Linked DNA regions of Sus scrofa: region 1 is linked to region 2. Evidence: chromatin contacts called from public HiChIP or PLAC-seq data. All regions are on one chromosome and are shown on one strand. Each heading gives the region's core, a stretch centred on a gene start, on an enhancer-like site or on the middle of the called end of the contact. The rest is flanking DNA. Distances are from core to core; before and after follow the strand shown.

Region 1 (3,511 bases), core at 372-2,871, 60 kb before region 2:
AAACCCTTTCTTCTGGACAGTATACATACAGCCTGAGAGCCACCACATCTCAGAATAACTTGTGTTTTAAAATGAACACTGACCATCCAATTACCAAGAGGTATTTTAACTGAATTCCTGTTAGATAATAGAGTCTCTTCAAAAGGGAACAGAATGAAAAACATTACCTAAGAAAACTGGGCATCACTTTGGAAGTTCATAAATTCTTTTTCACGGGGCCCCCAATTTAGATGAGCGCTAATCCTCACCCTGGTATGCGACTAAAATTGTCTGCGAAGAGCAGTTGTCCCCCGACATTCTGGCTGTGGCTGTCACGTAATAGTTCAAGAATGCAGTGTCATTTAAGGAGACACCAGAATTTCCCGAATCGAATGTGGAGTGTGAGGACGTCTGTACATTACATGGTAAAAATGTTTATCTCCAACAATTCGAAAGTTATAAATCATTGTCAAAGAAGTACAAAGGCCCTGGGTCAAAATATTCACGTAGATGTTTTAGTTTTGCGTATTTGTGGGTAAAATGGCAAGACTCCATTTGCCTATGCAAAAAATAGAAATATCTGTTCCCTGTTTGCCACAAACACTGACTGCACAAACATAACAGCAAAATTAATCACAACCAGGGGTTAAAATGGCACAAAACACAGAGTCATTAGCAGTGTGGGGATCACAGGTCCCTTGGAGAATCTGGTGAAATCTGCAGGCTTCCTTTCAAATGCACATCACACATGTACACAGACACCAAATTTTACCTACAAGTTCAGGGAGTGCGTGACCTTTTAAGCTCAGCTGCAAAATGTTTTCTCACCCTACTGCAAGGTTACATCAGAGTCACCAGGCTGGTGCGTGGTCTGTGCAATCATAACCTCAAGTGTGAATATTCAAGCGAGAAAATAAAAGAACCCCAGCATTACTAAGAAACTGCTTTCCTTAAGAGACACCGCAGCAGAAGCAGGGGAAAGTTACACCTGATCAGGTGGGCTCCAGGCTATTTTAAACGTCAGGGTTGAGCAATGGGAAGAAAACTGACCTATCCAAATATCAACTTTTAAAAGTAAGTATAATTTTAGACTGTGGGCCAACTTCTGCCATATAAGCACTTTATCATTTGGCAAAACCAAATGTCAAATTTACACCTTAATGGACAGAGTAAATTTTTCAGTATAACATCTGAATTCTTTTATGAAGGGGAAAACATGAATAAAAAGAGACCTAAGTTCTTTATGAGCTGAATCAAGAGATGTTTCTTTCTTTCTTTTTTTTTCTTTTGGCTTTTTGCCTTTTTCTAGGGCTGCTCCTGCGGCATATGGAGGTTCCCAGGCTAGGATCGGAGCTGTAGCCGCCGGCCTACGCCAGAGTCACAGCACCGCGGGATCCAAGCTGCATCTGCGACCTACACCACAGCTCACAACGCCAGGTCCTTAACCCACTGAGTGAGTCCAGAGATCGAACCCGCAACCTCGTGGTTCCTAGTCGGATTCGTTAACCACTGAGCCATGACTGGAACTCCAAGAGATGTTTCTTAAATGATGTTTCTATGCTCCGATGCTCTCGGTGTGGCAGGGGTCGGGTGGGGGGCTGTGGCCAGATTACTCTCTCCTGCGAGTCAAACGTACAAATGTCTTCTGTCCACTACCAGAGCTGCAGCTGGTCCTTCATGTGACTCTGACCACGTGGTTACCAGGCAGCATCTCCAGTCTAAAAAACTACAAAACTAAGGCAACAAACGACATGCTCTTTAAAACTCCCCGTTGTTTTTATTCAGGTTTATATTCAAAAGTAAACAGTGAGAATCAGGGTCACTTAGCAGAAGAGAACATTTCAGATCACAGGTCATTTTGTCACAGGGTGCTCTGAAGTGGCATTACATAGGGCCCAGGGCCCTCAGGAAGGTGGTGGCCACAGGTACATCACAGCAGTGGCCAGCCCCTGGGGACAACCCCCAGGGTAAGCCCGGGACCCCTCGCCTTCTGTTGGCCTGACGACCAGGCTGCCTGCCTTCTGGTGACAGACCAGCCCCCAACTCCCAGCGAAGCCACTCCCAGGCTCCGTGAGATGGTAAATACTGTTTAAAGCTTCTAGGCTGGTGAGTAATTTGTTACATGGAAAATCCCAGCAACATGGATGGAGATGATCCAACCAAGTGAAGTAAGAGAGAGACAAATCTCATATGGGATCACTAACAGGTGGAATCTAATAAAAATAATACAGATGAACTTCATGAAACAGAAATAGACACTCAGACACAGAAAACAAACTTTTGGTTGTGGGAGGGGAATAAATTAGGAGTTTTGGATTAAAAGAAACACACTGCTATACATAAAAGAATTAATCAACAAGGATCTGCTGTATAGCACAGGGAACGTGACTCAATATCCTATAAAAACCTATATGGGAAAGGAATCTGAAAAAGTATATATATAAAACAGAATCACTTTGCTGTTCACCTGAAACTAACACAACAGATAAGCAATGAGATCCTGCTGTGTAGCACTGGGAACTATATCTAGTCACTTATGACGGAGCATGATAATGTGAGAAAAAGAATGTATACATGTATGCGTAACTGGGTCACCTTGCTGTATAGTAGAAAGCTGACAGAACCCTGCAAACCAGCTATAATGGAAAAAAAAATTAAAATCATTAAAATTAAAAAAAAAATACTAACACAACATTGTAGGTCAACTATTCCACAACTTTAAACGTTCGTTATGCAGAATAGATAACTAGTACACTTGTCTTTTTTTTTTTTTTTTTTTTTTTTTGGTTTTTTAGGGCCTCACCCACAGCATACAGAGGTTCCCAGGCTAGGGGCTGATTTGGAGCTGTAACCGCCAGCCTACACCACAGCCACGGCAACGCGGGATCCCAGCCACATCTGCAAGCTACACCACAGCTCACGGCAACACCAGATCCTTAACCCACTGAGCAGGGCCAGGGATCAAACCTGTGTCCTCATGGATGCTAGTCAGACTCATTAACAGCTGAGCCATGGCGGGCACTCCCGACCTGTCTTTATATTCTTTTCTGAGCCTCGGGCCCTCCTAAGTACTGGTCACCAGGTAACATTTCTTCACTGTGCGTCCCGTATAACCACCCCCATACTGAATTAACATGCTTTTTTCACTTCCTCTCCCCGACCCAGACAAACACCACAAAAGCCTACACACCTACAGACAAAAGGCTGCCGTCTGCACACCTCTTACCCAACACACTCAGGAGACCGACCGGCCGGCCCGCCCCGTCCGTGACCATGGGGAGGTGAGACCAAGCAAGGCCTTGTGGGCTCCTGCGCACACAGGCTTTCCTGTATCCCCCATTTCTTGTTTTTGGGGAATGGGCTTCAGCCTCCCTGACCTTGCCTGGGTTCCAAAAAGCAGGTGCAGAGAGTTGCTAATCCGGGAAGGGAGGGGGGTGAAGAGACCAGCGAGGAACAGTCAAGAGACAGCGGTACAGCCTTGGGGCAGGGCCCTGGTCCCCCTCCGGGAACGTGGATAACAATACTTTTGAGT
Region 2 (3,861 bases), core at 803-3,302:
TGAGAAAATTGTATTAAAGGGATAAACAAATATATAAATTGTAAAAAGCCTTATTTGATCACTTACAGAAATAATGACACAGTTCAGCAAACGGACTGCTGCCTGAAATTCCCCTCCGGTCGTAAGCAGAATGAGATCTGTATAAATTACTAAGGGCTGAGAAATGGACACAGATCTTCTTCAAAAGCCGTGGTAAACTAACACCACACTGGAAATCAACCATACTCCCACGCAATTTTTTAAAAAAGAAATTGCCCCCCAAAATAAAATGAACCTAGATTATTAGAATACCCAAAAAGAAAGTCACTGTAGAGAGAGGAGCCCCAGGTAACAGAAGCGTCTGGGTTGCTTTTTAATTCATGTGAAATACCAAACGCTGAAAACCACAATGCTTCTCACTCAATTCATCAGGCTTATGGAGTCAAATAACCTTAGTGAGTTTTATACATTTTTACACTCAGTTGTGGAGCTAAAACAGGAAAGAACACAGTCAACAGTCAACTATATTCCAATATACATGTATTTTTTAATTAGTCAGGTTCCAGCAAACTTAGATACTGGGATTCCAGAAAACGCCAATCCTCTGTTAGACATGGGTTTAAAAGGGTTTGTCTTTCTTCTAAAAAAGATTTACTAGGAAGATTTGTGCCACTTTTTGGGGGAAAAAAAAATTACAGAAACAAGAAGCTTGTTGGTGCTGTTTTCCTCCATGAAATCTTAGCTATTTCAATTTTGAGATTTTTTTTTTTTTACAACTACTATGTCTTCCTTGATACTTTCCAACTCTGTGAATTAAAGAAAAACGTTTAACCTTTTTTTTTTTTTTTTGCTTCATTTTCTCTCTGTAAAATACGGGATAATAACAGTATTTCAAAATGTTATAGTGAAGATTAAATGAGTTATATAACATTTACTTAAATCAGAGCTTGAGAGAAAGGAAATAAAATCTGAATATTAATGATCAAAAAAAAAGGAACATGGGACAGCCCAGATATTCCATCTTTTGTGTCCCCTCTGCAACTTTCAAAGTTCTTCCAATCCCAGTCTCATGAACAGGCTCAGTTCAAGCTCTCCAGCTCCCAAAGACCCAGGCTCCTAGACCCAAAGGCAGAAACATACAAACGCCTCTGCCTGGCTGCAGAATAACATTAGAACATTGAGTTCTTCTCACCACCTTGACTTACAAATCACTTATTACTTGAAATCATCATTAAGCCAGAAAAACAAGTACCTTTACATTACTCCAATAAAAAGTCTGAAAAAGCATATAGCTTGTCGGGGTCAGTGTACTGTACAGAAGAAATTGACACCACACTGTAAATCAACGGTACTCTAATAAAAATAATTTTTAAAAAAATCAGAAAGTTTGTTTTAAAATACAGCTCTCTAGGCCCCACTTCAAAAGATTCTGAATTAGAACTGGCTGAGGGCTGGGCAAAAGCATTTTTAGTCTCCACTGGTGATTCTGATGTACTGTCCTGTTTAGGAACTTCTGCTATGGAACATTATTTACATTTTATATGATAAATAGGCTACCCTATTGTATTAAGGTGACACTCATTTTGATTTTTATTCCTAAATAAAAATGTCTTCCTCAACTCTAAAAATTTTGTTTTAATTTTTCTGAATTTAACAAAAGTAAAGAAAAAAGTATACAGCTTTTTTTGAAATTCTTAACTAAACTGAGTTGACTAACTTGTTGGAAAAACTGTACAAGGCTCAATCAGGACAGCAACAACAACACGACAAAGACTAAAGTAGCATGAGTGTGATATTTTGGGTTCAAAGTTAAATTCACCAAGAGTATCTAATAACTGGTGACATTCCTGAACTGATATGTGTTTCTTATGCTGTAAGGCAATGAACAAATTCCTCAGTCAATTTAAACCCTAATTATTTGGTATCAATTACTTTTCAAATCCATGTAATAATAACACTATAAAATACTCAACTATGTCATCTGGAAAATCCTTGGACTCTCAGCTATTCTCTCCGACTACAGTGAAGTCAAATACGTGTTATGGTTATTAACGTGTCCAGACTTTAGGTTTCCAATTTCAGGACAGACATTGCCGGTTGCAAACGCAATATCCATTCTCTCTTCTTCTTTTTTTTTTTTTTTTGGTCTTTTTGCCTTTTCTAGGGCTTCACCTTCAGCATATGGAAGTTTCCAGGCTAGGGGTCCAATCGGAGCTGTAGCTGCCGGCCTACACCACAGCCACAGCAACTCGGGATCCGAGCTGCGTCTGCAACCTACACCACAGCTCACGGCAATGCTGTATCCTTAACCCACTGAGCAAGGCCAGGGATCGAACCCGCAACCTCATGGTTCCTAGATGGATTCGTTAACCACTGAGCCACGACAGGAACTCCAATTCTCTCCTTATTCTTTACCAACAGAACTTCAATTCTGTTCAGGAACTAAATGAGGCCAGCTGAAATGTATGTATTTTCCTAGTCTACCTTGCAGACAGCAGTGGCCCCTGTAACAGTTTTGGCCAGTGAAATATAAGCTAAAAGTGCTCAGTGGGCTTCTAAAAAAAGCTCTTCAAAAGGAGGCAGAATCAACCAGTCTGCATCTTTGGATCTTTGTCCTTGCACTTCCTCTTCTTCCCGTGTGGAAATGAAATGCAAAGGGTGGAAGAGCAGCAGCCATCTTGTAATGAGAGAATGACCATATGATGTACCACAAGTGGCAGAGAAGAAATAATAGGAGTCTGGATCCTACCGCCAAATTGAGGTGCCCTACAGCCTGGCCGTCCTAGCTGGGGCCTCTCAGTCCCCAAGGAAAAAAAAGCACACTTTTTACTGGAGCGATGTGAAGATGCTTACTCTTCTGGCTTAATGATGATTTCGGGTAATGAGGGATAGGACATCATCTGTTTTCGGCTCCAAACAGCCCAACACAATCTTAACTAACACTCATTACCGGATTAAGCCTATTTCATTTTTTAAGAGCAAAGAGAAAGCCCAGACCAATGTTGTTATAACTAGCTACAATGTAACACTATCACGATGGAGCCCAGTTAAAGGTCACTTGTTATACAACTGACCATGAAGCCACATGAGCAGATGAAACCTGAAATCAAGTTTCTGCAGAATCTCAAAGCCAGCTGAAAACCACTCCGTACCAAAGGGACAAAGTTCCCAGAAACCTTTACACTCCAGCTTTCAATTCAACTGGCATCAAGGTTAGTTTACACAGCAAAAAGGCAAGATTTTGACCATTCACATATACACCAGTAGGCCATAAAACTGAACTGAAAATGACCACTACGGCTGGAACAGTTCTCATTTCCTTCTGTCACCAAGCCCATGAGTAGAATCACACTGTCCTGATGAGAGGAGAAAAAGCATTTACTCAGCGTTTCCGTGGAAAACCGAACATGATGCCTTTTTTCTTAACTGAAGAGGGTTCTTAGTCATATATACATATATATGCAGTTATTGATAAATAAGAAATCTGCCACTCAGCTTTCATAAAGAATAATAATGAAACACTTTTTACAGTTGTCTGGGGATAACCAATACATTTCCAGATCACTGGAAAAATACCCATTCTCTTGGACCAAAATAACATCCCTTCCTTGTCAATTAAGTCTAAAATGTATAGAACAGAATTTCTTGGGTTCACATTAGTGATCTCATTTTCACACTTAACATCATCAATTTTATTTTTTTAATACTCTCTTTCCTTTTCTTTTTTTGGCTACACACCCACAGCATGCAGAAGTTCCTGGGCCAGGCATCGATCCCTCATCACCGCAGTGACAATGCTTTTCTGTTTCCATACAAATTTTTTAAGTATTTTTTCTACTTCTATGAGAAACGCCATCAGTATTTTGGTAGGGGCTACAGTGA

The links. HiChIP or PLAC-seq counts read pairs in DNA pulled down with a chosen protein or histone mark.
Region 1: a contact with region 2 is called in an H3K27ac HiChIP or PLAC-seq map of skeletal muscle. The contact joins two enhancer-like sites. A contact is called at or near these places in 1 of 5 promoter capture datasets (liver), 18 of 47 Hi-C or Micro-C datasets (adipocytes, brain, embryonic fibroblasts and 11 more) and 1 of 2 datasets of contacts at active chromatin or transcription factors (skeletal muscle).

The regions. Positions count from the first base shown.
Region 1 is chr7:28,984,316-28,987,826 of Sscrofa11.1, reverse strand. The region is part of intron 4 of DST (dystonin); the gene reads right to left. Among named protein-coding and RNA genes, the nearest start is that of DST, 170 kb to the right of the region's middle. Within about 2 kb of position 1,621, at least 6 of the 83 cell types and tissues checked have an H3K27ac peak or open chromatin away from gene starts, as enhancers often do. A contact at or near this core is called in skeletal muscle, where this site is marked.
Region 2 is chr7:28,924,297-28,928,157 of Sscrofa11.1, reverse strand. All of the region lies in intron 4 of DST (dystonin), which reads right to left. Among named protein-coding and RNA genes, the nearest start is that of DST, 110 kb to the right of the region's middle. Within about 2 kb of position 2,052, at least 3 of the 83 cell types and tissues checked have an H3K27ac peak or open chromatin away from gene starts, as enhancers often do. A contact at or near this core is called in skeletal muscle, where this site is marked.